Regions from separate parts of the Macaca mulatta genome. Here region 2 is linked to region 1. The links are chromatin contacts, called in public Hi-C maps. All regions are on one chromosome and are shown on one strand. Each heading gives the region's core, a stretch centred on a gene start, on an enhancer-like site or on the middle of the called end of the contact. The rest is flanking DNA. Distances are from core to core; before and after follow the strand shown. Region 1 holds the start of PAK5 (p21 (RAC1) activated kinase 5). Region 2 holds the start of PLCB4 (phospholipase C beta 4).

Evidence for each region. Hi-C and Micro-C count contacts between places; a contact is called where the count stands out from the background.
Region 2: a contact with region 1 is called in a Hi-C map of fetal cortex germinal zone, with 3 times the contacts expected there. The contact joins the promoter of PLCB4 here to the promoter of PAK5 in region 1. A contact is called at or near these places in 2 of 14 Hi-C or Micro-C datasets (fetal cortex germinal zone and fetal cortical plate).

What each region holds. Positions count from the first base shown.
Region 1 is chr10:74,156,658-74,163,565 of T2T-MMU8v2.0, forward strand. PAK5 (p21 (RAC1) activated kinase 5) reads left to right here and starts at 2,767. Exons shown (of 10, transcript NM_001260987.1): 1 at 2,767-2,916.
Region 2 is chr10:74,924,034-74,930,941 of T2T-MMU8v2.0, forward strand. It overlaps PLCB4 (phospholipase C beta 4), which reads right to left and starts at 2,497. Exons shown (of 39, transcript XM_077951242.1): 1 at 2,272-2,497.

The DNA of each region.
Region 1 (6,908 bases), core at 1,517-4,016:
ATTTGTTGACATTAGTTTCTCATGAAATTTTTACTAGTTGGTAGCTCTGTTTTATTGAAAAACACACTTCTATTTACTTTCAAACACTTATTCCTACCCCATTACAAATTATAAATACAGATTTTGACAGTAGAGAAAATTATGTCTTAAATGGTAGACAATAAATACATGCCTGCTCAATAAATCATAATTAAACTCCTCCTATAAAAAATGCATACAGTCAGATACCTAAATAGATAGTATACTCTCGAAGGCTGATTATGGGTTATTTTCCAACTTTTAAATCTTTGAGCCAGAGAGAAAGTCTACTACTTATTTAAAAATAAAGTTTTACAATCTCTCTGACAAATCAGTAGAGTTCTACTTTGTGTGTTCAAAAGTGCTGTATTCAATAAATATATCAATGTGGTGGACAAAGTAATGTTTTGCCTAAATTCCCCTTAAGTGAAGGATTTGTTACTGCAGCTGTAGGGACTACAGCTGACGGAGGTCTTTAGCTGTCTTTGCCTTTAAGGATTGCCAGAGCTGCCTGTCTTAAGTTCATGCCCCTCCTAGGAACAGCCCATGCTCAATGATTGATGTGGATATAAAAGACTGACTATCTCAGACCAACTCATGGTCATTCTGAAGAATCATCCTAGCTAGTGAGCTCCCTAAGGGGCTGACAAAGACTGCAATTGGCCTGCATCACAGCTTAGCTTCCACCTCTGCCTGCTCCTGCTTCCTGTATCACTCCCACCCACAGATGTTGGTCGTTAGTCAAATACTGCAGACTAAACTCTCAAGAAATGACATTACATACAAAGAAAACCCTTAGGAATTCATGCAATGCAGTATTTACAGAAATAGTATTATTATTCATCTATAATTTTTACCTTGCATGCTTCCAAAATAAATTTGAGGCAGCTAACAATCATCATCATATTTAACTAGCAGAAACAAACATACGAACACAAACTTTATGTATAACAGGAAGGCTATTTTAAGTGATTAAAGTTCAACATTCCAAATAAAAATTTTAACTGATACTAACCAATGACAAACTCTATCTCAGTAAAAATATGTTCTGGCTTTTGCATCTATGTGAGCACACATATAAGAAAATCAAAAGTAGAGAATACTTATGCATATAGTTGTGGGTGTGACAGTGGTGGCAGTGGGTAGGTTGTTAGGGCTGTGTGCAGCTTTGAGAAGGAAGAGATGAATTTAGAGGCTCTTACTCCTCTAAATGGAAAAAGAGAGTATGATACACAAGGACACAGGACTACTGAGGGAGAAAAGTAATCATCCATTTATCCTGTGGTTTCTGTTTTGAGATGGCCAGTACGATATTAAAGGTACTAAGTGAATGGAAAACAAGCAAGGGGAAATGATAACTGTTATACTATTAGCTAGAAAACTGTCTAAGGTCATTGAGTATAGTAGGGAATGGCAAGATACAAATCCTTATTTTGTAACCTGCTATCTAGTTATGGGATCAGATTCCGTATCCACTACTAGCTCATAAGGGTACCCTTGTGGCAGCTGAAGACAGACAAGGGCGTGGCTTCTTCATTTCCAAGGGTGAAACCTCAGGACTACTTCGTGAATGTCTTTCATTCACTAGAGTCTTGATAATGCTGGAGACTTCAAGAGTCTGGGAGGTCAGTAGGCAACTGGGAAGTTTAAGTTGAACCGCCAAATATCATTGCAAACTTCAGCCCAAACATCACTCAACACAAAGGCTTGTCATCTCTTGGTCCAAAAATGCGCTATATGTTTGTCATAATCTGTCAGTTTTCTTAACTGGGCAAGCCCAAGCTTGCTATTAGACAATAAACACTTTGATGCCCAGTCTGAGTTTTTGTCCCAGCTCAGGAAAGGCAAGGGGACAGCCAAGGCAGACTGGTTCAGACTTGATCAGGGCAGCTCAACCAGCAACTGGCTTACTAGTCAACTAGCAAAGTGAGCATGAAAAGGTCCAGGAATCCTTCTTCCCCTGGGCCTTAAATTGTAAATCAGACAGCAGCCAAGGAGAAGCTGGGTGGTCAGAAGCTTCGTGGAGCCTACCCCCACGAAGACTCCTTCCAGGGAAGGCCCAGCAACCCCAGGCTAGAGGAGTCTCTGTGGACACCAGAGACCATTGCTGGGCTGGCGGATTGAAGGATGACCACTCAGAGGTCACAGATAAGGGGTTATCTAGATCCTTGCTATTCAGAGTGGTGGGAGGGCCAGCAGCAGCAGCATCACTTGGGAGGTTGTTAGACTTGCAGAATCTCAGGACACAGCCAATTGAATCTGAATCTGCATTTTAATTCACAGGCACATTAAAGTTTGAGAAGCACCGGTCCAGGTGGTGGCAAAGCAGCCAACCCGATGTTCTGCTTCTCAGCCCCTCCTCCTCCCCACCTCTGCTAGCCTCTTAAGCAAAGCTCAATCCTGCAATGGTCCTGAACAAAATTTCTGCAAATCCCGAGTGCTGGGGGAGAGGGCGTGCAGGAGCTGCCCCCGCCGGGGACCGCTGGGAGTAAGCGTGACTGGATTGGTCGCCTGCTCCAGCTCCCGGCTCCTGCACCCGGAGTGTAGACACGCCCCCCGACCCTCCCCCTCACCTCCACCCCCGGCCGCAGCTACCGCCTGCCTCCCGCCGGCTGCAGCGAAAACCCGGAGCAGCTGCGTGCGCTCATGGACAGTCCTCCGAGGAGCGAAGCCGGGCAGCTGGGCATGCTCAGTAACTGGGGGAGGTTTGGGTGGAGAGTAGAAAGCTGTGGCTCTGCCTCCCACCCCCTCCCGCTGGCCCCCGCCCCCCTTGCCCCTACCCAGCCCGTAGTAGTTCCCCAGCGTGCGCCCGGGGAGACCGGGAACATGGCGCTGGGAGCGCTGTAGCAGCTGAGAAGGGGCTGAGGCACCGCCGCTTCGCTGACAGCCGGCCACCAGGTAGGCAGGCGCGCCTGTCGGGGCTGCCTGGGTGGGTGTCCGCGCGAGGAGAGGCGCCTGCGGGGATGCGCGCCGCTGGTACCCGGAGCATCTCGCTTTGATGGGAGAGGATGCGAAGAGGACCTCCGTGACAGCGAGATCATGCATCTCCTAGGAGATGCAAAGGCTAGGGACCTGCTGCCTGGAGGGTAGGGATAGGGGACCGCCCACCCCCAACCCTTGCGCTACTATCCAGCCTGGGCTCTCTACGGGTCAAATAAAGGATAGTTCCATTTTGCTGGGCGGGAGGGCGTGGAGGAGAACCCCGGATTCCAGCCCTGAGATCCTGCTGGTACCCCGAACCGCTCGCAAGCCCAGCACCAGTTCTTTGTGTGTATACAGCCGCGCACACCCTGGGGGTGTCACGGCGCTGCTTTTCCCGAGGAGTGCTGGACATATTGCCAGGGCAGGATTCCCGTATGGTTTTTGTCTTTTGGCAGGTGTGGACTGGAGGATGCAATAGCTGAGCCTTTATGGGGCTGTGTTTTCCTTTGTTATTTGTGTGTGTGTGTGTGTGTGTGTGTGTATGTGTGTGCGCGCGTGTGTGTGTGCGCGCGCGCGCGTGGTGGGTTGTAATGGAGAGAGAGAGAGAACTTCTGCTTGTGGGCACCCTTGTGGGCAGGGCGTGGAAGAGGATCTCGGTTCCAAACTCTTGTCAAAATTGTGTGCCATGTCAGCCTCCTAGAGGGTAAACTTGAGAAGTCCAGGGATCATCACTGCTCAGTTTGGAGGATAAGCGCGATCGCCCTTCTTGAAACCGTGTGTGTGTGTATATGGAGCTTTCAACTCGGGCTGAGTTAATTTGTCAACATTAGATATCAATTAAGGAAACCTGAATCGCTGAGGCTATTTATGGTGATCTTTTTATGGCCAGAATAATAAACAAAAAGAAAAGTTGGCACAAAGCCAGAGGAAAGTGTCATTGTTAATAGTTGATGACAGCTTGAAAGACTGAACACACTTTTAGGGAAATCAGGAAACCTGGCATTCTACAGAGTTCTACCAAGATATAGCCACAGGGTCTTAGGTAACTCACAAAATCTCTTAGTGCAACCGCTTCTCTTTTGGGGCTTGGAGGCTGTAGACACTCTTTTTCTTACCTGATACAGATGGACAAGATGCTTTTTAGAAGCCCCTCCCACACTAGAATTATATGAAAATGACACCCTATAATAACAGCTCTGCCACCTTAGATTTGTGTATCTGTTATATTCAATAGTACAACAACTCAATGTTGGGGAGAAAGGTAAACAGGTTAGTTAGGGAGAAAGGTAAATTTAAAGTATGGGTTTATCTTTTGCTTTATAATATAAAGGATAGGCATCTTGGATATGAAGTTTGGAGACAGTTTCCTCTGCACTCGTGCTATTTATTTTTATAGTCTTGTTAGGTGGCGAGAATGAGTCAGTATCATCAAAATGAAGTGGAGGAATACATAAGGAAAATGCATTTAAGTAAATCAAAGCCATAAATGTCCAATCTGATGATAATACCTTGACTTGGAATACATATGTGCAAGGCAGGTGCACTGCTAAATGGAAGCAATAGAAGCCAATGGCAAGTTCCTGGGTAATGCTGACCTTAGACTAAAAATTGTGTGTTCTTCTGTGAATAGGTAGAGATTGTACTAGGTCTCTGCAGCTTGTTATTTTATTAATAATGTGAGTTTTAATTGCTATTAATTAGATATCAATTGAAAATTGATATCTAAGCATTGAATCAGTTAATATCTAAGCACTGAAAATCTAGTCTGGCAGTGCCTTTCCACTCTGTCAGGGCCTGCTGAAATGCTGTAGGTATGGGAGGCAGGCATTTGAAATCTGACTCTTCTGTGTTTAGCTTTGTGATTCTGGGAAAATTACTTAACTTTCCTAAGCCTCAGTTTCCTCACTTATAAAACAGTCCTGGGAATAGTAAGACCTACCTAGATGAGTAGATGTATGGATTACTCATAATTTAAATCACCAGGAAAATGGTGATGACCATTATGAGTAAGAGGGAAATGGATATTTACTGAATCTATACTATGTGTCCTATATAATGATTCAGGCTCAGTTAATTCCCTTAAATTTCCCAACTATATTAGTTTCCTAGGGCTGTTATAACAAGTTACCAAAACTGGGTGGCTTAAAACCACAGACATTTATTCTCTCATAGTTCTGGAGGCTAGAGGTCCAAAATCAAGGTGTTGGCAAGGCCGTGCACCCTCCAAAACCTCTAAGGGAGGATTCTTGCTTGCCTTTTCCAGCTTCTGGTAGCCCCAGGTATTCCCTGGCTTGTGGCAGCATAACTCCAATCTCTGCCTCTGTCTTCACATGGCATCTTCCTCTCTGTCTCTGTCCCTGTGTCCAAATTTCCCTCTTCTTATACGGACATCATTCATAGTGGATTTAGGACCTGTTCCTTATTCAGTATGACCTCATGTTAACCAGATTACATTTGCAAAGGCCTGACTTCCAAACGTCATATACACAGGTTCTGGATGGGCATGAATTCTTGGGAGACACTCTTCAGCCCAGTACACCAACATCCCTCTGAACTGTGTTTAATGACCACATTAACATTATGTTAGCATAAGAGCAGAAGGTAAAGATAGAGTAGCATAGGTTCAGAAAATACTTTAAAGATTATTTAAGGGAACTAACCTATTTGAGGCTTTATATACACAACCATGGTAGGGAAGAGCAGGGTTCAAAGGTACCTCACTTATACATGTCACTTACCTGGGAGCCACGACAACCCAGGACCTGGGTCTTCTAGAGTATCTCAAACATACTCTGTCCCCAAATGATTTGTTGATGTTGCTTTCCATCCTTTTTGCTACCCTTCCAAGCAAATGCAAAACAAACAAAATGCATTAAACAACAAAAACAATAATAGCAACAAAGATAAGCTAACAACTTTCTAGTCCTTCTTAACCTGGTAAATGGCACCACTATCCATGGAGTTGCTTTAACCAGAAACCCAACCAGAATCACCTTTGACACCTCCATTCCCTTGACCCTCCACATTTAAAACCATCATATAGTCTCATAAATGCTATTTTCTATATAGATCTCTAAATACATCTTAATAAATTCTTTCTATCCCCGCCACCACCACTATCAAACTTCAAGCTACCATCTCTTACCTGGACCACTAGTATAACTTCCTAACAAGAACCTTGGTTCCTTGCCTGGCTCTTCTAATCCTTCATGCAGAGCAGATAGGATAATGTCAGTTCCCTACATAAAATACCACCCACATACCTGGGACAGATTCCAGAGACTCCTAGAGCCTTTGGTACTTGGCCAGCCTCATCTTGTGCATCTCTTCCTCTTGATGCTGTCACACTGACCCTCTGTCTGTTTCTGAACATCCCCAACCATCTTCCCTCTATATTTTACCAGTGTGGGTCATACTCATCCCTTGGGCTTCCTTGACCTCTCTTCCCCACCAACCCAACTCTCTCATCATCCTTTTACTTTTATTCCACACACTTATTCCAGTTTGCAATTGCCTGTTTGTTTGTTTGGCTATGTCTGTAAGCTCTATAATGGCCATTTATTTTATGTCTTATATGCAGAAGGTCCTCAATAAACATTTGGCGAATGAGTGAAGGAACGAATACTCTGCCTCATAGCATTTTCCTGTGCCAACTTAAAGATCTGATTTTTAGAAGGTTTTTTTTTTTCTAGTGTAGAAAGAGCAATTTAGAACCTTATTCTGACTTCAAAAGGGGAGTATTCTTGGCTTTAACAAATGCATCTTTTAAGAACTGATTTAGGCTAGAAGTTAAGAATTGAGTCAAAATATTTTTTTGGCAACTGAGGTTTTTGTAAAAATACATCAATCAGTCAACAAATATTCTGCAAATATTTATTGCATGTGTATATTTGCCATGCTAAGGCCCTTGGAAGACAATGGTGAGCTAGACTTTCAGTCTTCTGGAAATTTATAGTAAACAATAATTA
Region 2 (6,908 bases), core at 1,247-3,746, 770 kb after region 1:
TCTGCAAAAGGTTTTTGATAACCTGTAACACTTTTGTAACTACCGTATTTCTTTATCTTATAAGGCAAAAACACACCGCCTCACGATTACAGGACATGTAAGCAGTTTAACATCACTCACATTTTCAGGCATACAAATATAAAACTTCCAATAGAGTATTTTAGAACAAAGCTTTCTGCGTGGGTATGCATTTGCAAAATAAAGGTAGAATTATTCCGACAGATTTAAATGTGCACCCAGTGATCAAATGGAGTCAGAAATTCTGTTTTGACAGTTACTTGTAGAACAGCATTTTCAACAGCGATTAATTCAGAGCTGGGTAGGAATATCATCAAAACTAAGTTCTGATTGTTGAGTAATAATATAGTTGGAAGGAAGTGTAGTCCATAAGCTAATACATGGTACCTTTAGCTATGTTACAATATGTCACATTCAAAAGGTTACTCGTCTGGCAGCAAGTCTTATGTTCATAAAAGTGCCAATAAAAATGTTTTGTCATTTCAAAAAGTGATTTTTTATGAAAACAGGTGATCTCCAAAGATGGCAATCATTTATTAAACTACTACAGTTCAAAAGGAAGATGATATAATAGATCAATACACCAGCTGAGAATCATGCAAGACTGTCCTACGAAAAACAGCATTCTGGATTACATAACACAGATAGTGAGGGATTACACCTCGTGCCCCTGCTGAGCTAGACTTTTGATCTTCTGTATGATTCTATAACTGAGGCCACCCAAATTTGAAGAGTATAAAATATGAGGGTCTCCGTTCAACCACACATTTCAGAAAACAGCAGTCTTGAAAACAATAAAAGAATAAAGTTAAAATTTTACCCCCCCCACACACACCTACACACACACAATTTTCCTATACTGAAGAGCACAACTGTTCAGATACTTTCTTAACCTCCTTGGAGCCTCCCCAGGTAAAGTCACCAGTTGCTTTTCCTGGTCATGTTTACATTATAAATCTGATGTCTCTATAAAGGGGAAATTCAATATCATTTTTAAATGATATATAGCTGCCTATGTTTGAATGCCACTATTGCCAAACAAAAAGAATTATTAAGCAGCTATCTCCACATATATATAACTTAAATATATAGACCACTACATATCACATATATGGTAAAAAGAAAAAAAAAAGACCTTTCCTGAATATTCTAGCCAAAATTAAATTTCAAATACATGTTTTAGAACAATAGCTAGAATCACTATAGAAGTTAAGAGGAAAAAAAGTTAGAAGAGTAGGGTCATCTTTCAGACATATCCATATTTATGGAAACTATAGTGGGGCAGTTGTGTTTCTCTCTAGGAAAATGCTAGTTTTATGATTCTAGATAAAGTTGCACTTAAACACACTTGGAAATTAGAGAATTCCATATTTTCATAGTTCGATTCAGTACCATGAATACGAAGTCTACACTCAGAAGTATTGTACTATACAGAGTCTAACCGGTTAAAGCAAAAGCAACTTTAAAATTCTGAAAATAAGGATTTCCTTCACTAATAGGCTTTTAGGAGGCCCGAACCCTGCCCCCAATGAGTGCTAAGCCTGTCAGTGTTGTTTTAAGTGGAAACGGTCAATCATTTCTATGATTTCCCCAGAAGAGGCGAGAAGATCCACACGCATACACATTTACATGCGTTGCACGGTGCCAACTATTTCCAACCAAAATAATCATACACACGTCGAGCCGAGCTATTTCTAGCCCAGAAGAGGGTGAAGGTCTGGAGAGAGTCTGAGGAAACCCAGCAGGCGATGACTACAGGGGAAGGGGGATGGCGTCTGGGTCCCCTGCCACCCGCGCGCACAGGGCGCCTCGCAACCGGCACCTGCACGGGGTCCCCGCTGGGCGTCCGGGTGCGCGCGCGCGCGTCCGGGACGCACCCGCGGAAAGCAAACAAGCCCTGCAGGCCAGGGCTGGCGGGAGCATCCTCGGGCGGGACCCGAAATGCCTTTTCCTACCTGTCACTTTGCCTGGAGCTGCTGCCGGGGATGCGGTGACGGCCGCTGCCTGGAGACCCAGTGTGTACGCGCGTGTGTGTGCGCGCGCGTGTGTGCGGGTGCGTGTGTGTGTCTGTGTGTGTGAGATCTTGTTAGCGGTGCAGCTCACTTACTGCTCCCGGCGCCACCACCCCCTCCCCGCCATAAAGAGCCGCCGCCAAGCCCGCTCCCGGCGCACCCCAGTCCCGCCCTCCCTCCTGCCTCCGCCCCCCCTCCTCGGCCTCCCAGCCTTCCCGCCTCCCCACCGCGCGGTCCTTACCTCAGCTGAGGGCGGGGGTCTCCGCTGTGGCTCCCCGGCGAGCCCACGGGACAGCGCCGACCCGCCCGCCCACCGCCGGGCCCTGCGCGTCCCCGGCTCCGGGCCCCGCCGCCCCTCCGCGGCCCGCCGCTCCCTCCTCCCCTGCCCCCGAGCCTCCCTCCTCTTTCTCGCCTCCCGGCTCCAGAGCCCGAGCTGTCGCCTCGCAGCCCCAACCTGCCCAGGCTACGGAGCATGCCCAGTGCGGCGCGCCCGGGCTGGGCTGGGGGTGGGCAGGGGCCGGGCCGGCCGCCCAGTTGCCGCGAGCCCGCGGGGCGAGGAGGGGGCGCCTACTGGGTCGGGGGCGCAGCCTCGCGGGCCGGGGGCCGAGCAGCCGAGGCGGGTGGTGGGCAGCGCCAAGAGGAGGTGGGTGGGGCGTCCGGGGAAGCCGGCCCGCGAAGCGCTGCTCTGGGGTCTCCCTGGCGGCTCCCCGTTGCATGTGCCCCATGCCCAGGGGTCGGGGGCGTACGGGATGGCGCTGGGCGCAGAACCCGGGGAGCGAGGGGCAGGAGAGCGGCACCCTCCTTGGATTGGAGACCCGTAGCCCGCCTTGGGCCGTGTGGAAGGGCTCAGGACTGGCCAGAACGGGGCCCCCAAAGCCGTTGGCTGGGTGGGGGACGTGCTTATTTGTTTATATTCGGTTTCATAAACACATACAGCGCTTACAATGAGTCCTGCAGTGTTCTAAACGCTTTTTATTCATTTAATCCCTAAAACAATCTTCCAAAGCAAGTACTACTACCTCTTTTTATTTCGCGGGTCTTACACAGAGCCACAGAGATTAAGTGGTTCCAAAAAGTCTTCCCACAAGTGCAACCTCAGACATGCAAACCCCCCAGACTTTGGTCCCCGGGATGCTGGGGCGCTGCTCCAGCCAGTTCCTGGCTTTTCCCGGCCCTACAACGGCCCCCAGGTGCCTCCGAGTCACACTCACACCCAGACCCTAATGGTGTTCAGTCTGGCATCACCCTTGTGTGGACCCTCACAACGTGCTGCTCCCGGACTCCGGAGGACTCTCTCCTCCCCAGGCCACTCCACCGCCTCCTCCGCCCGGCCGGCGGCCACCAAAACCCGGAGACGTGGCACCTGCGCATTGGGAACTGGGGCCATGCTCGCAGCTGCACTAGGCATGCTCAGCCGCCTGAGCCGGTCCGTCTGGCCAGGAAGAAAGAAAGGGCCAGACAGGGCGAGAAGTGTAAGAAATGGAGGGGGAATGTGTGTGCAAACAATCGTCCAGGCTGTGATGGGCAGGGGCAGTTGTAGATGCAAAAGGCTCTTTCCCCTGGCACATCCTGGCCATTTCCTGGCAGGGTTAAGAGATGGGGGGAATAATCATCAAAAGTTTAACCAACTGGGCATCCTTAAGCAAGGGGGGAGCTGAGGCCCCACTGACCACTTCCCAGCTCAACTACTAAACTGTAATTTTAGCTGAGCCTGGAAAAAAAGCTCCTCAGCAGCTGAAGCTGTCTGCCTGTGAAGAAGCCAAGAAAAATATCCCAGACCAAGTTTCCCTGCAAGATTGGAAAGGAAAGACAGATCCCAGGGAAAGGGTGGTGGCTCTTCAGTGTTAGGGATATTAAAGATGTGGTGATTTTGGCTGGGCACAGTGGCTCACGTCTGTAATCCCAGCACTTTGGGAGGTCAAGGCGGGTGGATCATCTGAGGTCAGGAGTTCGAGACCAGCTTGGCCAACATGGTGAAATCCCGTCTCTACTAAAAATACAAAAAAAAAAAAAATTAGCCGGTCGTGGTGGTGGGCGCTTATAATCCGAGCTACTCAGGAGGCTGAGGCAGGAGAATCGCTTGAACACGGGAGGTGGAGGTTGCAGTGAGCTGAGATAGCCCCATTGCATTCCAACCTGGGCAACAAGAGCAAAACTCCGTCTCAAAAAAAAAAAAAAAAAAAAAAGGATGTGGTGATTTTGAGTGATTCCAGCATGATAAGGCAGTGTGTAATGGGCATACAGGTTGCCTGGGGATCTTGTTAAACTCCAGATTTTGATTCAGCAGATCTTGGGTGGGATCAGATATTTTACATTTCTAACAAATTCCCACAGCATGCTGATGTTGCTGTCTTTAGATCAGATTTTTAGTTGCAAGAGGTTAGGGCAGTATTTTAGGTCTGTTCTTTATTTTATATGTATAAGAAAACCAAGGTTCAAAAAAGTTAAGCAATTTGCCCCCAGATCACATGGTCAAGAAGTAGTATCACTAGGCTCAAACCCAGTTCTCCAGGGCTTCCTGTGTATGTTCTTATATTCCCTAGGTATCACTCACAGACAGATGAGCTGAAGCTGTCATCTGTGTGTCTTGACAGTTTTTAACAATAGAACATAATATTATTAGATAATGCACCCAAACATATTATATCAGTTAGCCTTTGGTGTGTAACAAACCACACCAACACATAGTAGCCTAAAGCAACAATTATTCATTAGCTCACAGTTCTGTGAATCAGTAACTGGAGCTAAAATCAGCTGAGCAGTGTCGTTCTCCTGGGCCTACTCGTGCAGCTGCAGACATGCGGAGCTTGGAGCCTCATCCGGATGGCAAGGATAACAGGGTATTCCCATATGGCTTCTTCGTATGGTGAATTCCTAGTTCCCAGCAGCAAAAGAAGGAAAGCCCCAATTCAAAATAGCATTTTATACCTCTGCTTGCTAATGTGCTACTGACCAAAGCAAGCCACATGGCCATGCCCAGATTCAAAACATGGAGAAATCAATTTCAATTTTGATAAAAGGAGACGCGAAATAGAGCAGTATTTTGTTTTTAAAATCTACCACACACATCAGATTCCATAAAACTAGCCCTCCTGCCTTAGAGTTCAAAGTTATATAGATTAAGCCTATCTTTCATTTTATATATTGGTAAACTAAGTCACAGTAATCTTTGTTGTTACCGTTAAGTCTCCAATCTAATAATGTGTTTATTAAGGAATCTCAACTCAGTTAGGTATAAACATTAAATATTTTTTTCTCTAATCCTAAATTCAATCCAAATTCTAAATTCCCTTACCCTGCCTTTGATGACATATTAGATGGTCATTCATTCAACTTTTTTTTTTTTTTTGAGACAGGGTTTCGCTGTGTTGCCCAGGATGGAGTGCAGTGGCATCATCATGTCTCACTGCAACCTCAAACCCAGGGGCTCAAGTGATCCTCCTACCTCAGCGCTCCCAGTAGCTTGGACTATGAGTGTGCACCACCACACTTCGCTAATTTTGTTATGTTATTTTTTTATAAAGACAGAGTCTCACTATGTTGCCCAGGCTGGTTGTGAACTCCTCGGTTCACATGATCCTCTTGCCTCAGCCTCCCAAAGTGCTTGGATTACAGGTTAGAGCCAATGGATTGAGCTCGGATTACATGTTTGTGCCTGACCCATTGAACAAATTTTTTGAAACCTTTTATGTGCCAGGCACTATTCTTTGCCCAGGATACTAAAGTAAGCAAGAGACAAAATCATTGGCCCTAAGAAACTTAGATACTACCACAGGAGATAGACAATAGCATATTAAAAATATATAACATTGGGCCTGGTGTGGTGGTTCACGCCTATAATCCCAGCACTTTGAGAGGTCAAGGTGGGCAAATCACTTGAGGTCAGGAGTTCGAGACCAGCCTGGCCAACGTGGCAAAACCCCAACTCTACCAAAAAATACAAAAATTAACTGGGCATGGTGGAGTGAGCCTGTAGTCCAGCTACTCAGGAGGCTGAGGTGGGAGAACCTCTTGAATCTGGGAAGTAGAGGCTGCAGTGAGCCAAGGTCGTGGCCCCTCCAGCCTGGGCAATAGAGTAAGACCCTGTCTCAAATATATATATATATATATATATATATATATATATATATATATATATATATATATCTGAGTAGTGCTAAGTAGTGTTTTATAACTTATATACGTAAATATATATAATATCCCCCCATATATATATATATATATATATATGTAAAACATTGAGTAGTGCTAAGAACCATGGTGAAAAGAAGGCTTCCTGAGATGATGTAGAGGGGCAGCTATTTTAGATAGGGGTCAGAGATGGCCACTCTAAGGCCATTTAAGTAGAAGCTGAATGAGAGATGTTAATATCTAGGGAATAGTGTTTCCAGCAGCAAGACCAGCAAAAGCTCTCAGATGAGAATGTGCTTGGCATGTCCAAGGGAAAAAAGGAGGCCAAAGTGGCAGAGCAAGACATGGAGTGAGCATAAGTGGGGTCACAGAGGCAGCAGGGGGCCAGACCATGTAAGGTTATAGAAACGACTTTGGACTTTAGTCTAGGTGTGTCATGAACCCATTGAAAGATGTTATACAGGGTCATGACATGACTTGATTGATGGTTTAGGAAGATGTGCATTAAGAATGCCTATAGGAGGGAGAGGAGAAAAATGAGCCTATTCTAAGGATACAGCAGTGGGTCCACTAGGGCAGAGTTTATCATTTTTCAGTATTAAAACTCAGACCAAGTGGATTAGTCTGTTTCATGCTGCTGATAAAGACATACCCAAGACTGGGTAATTTATAAAGGAAAGAGGTTTAATTAAGTCACATTCCACATACCTGCAGAGGCCTCACAATCATGGAGGAAGGCAAGGAAGA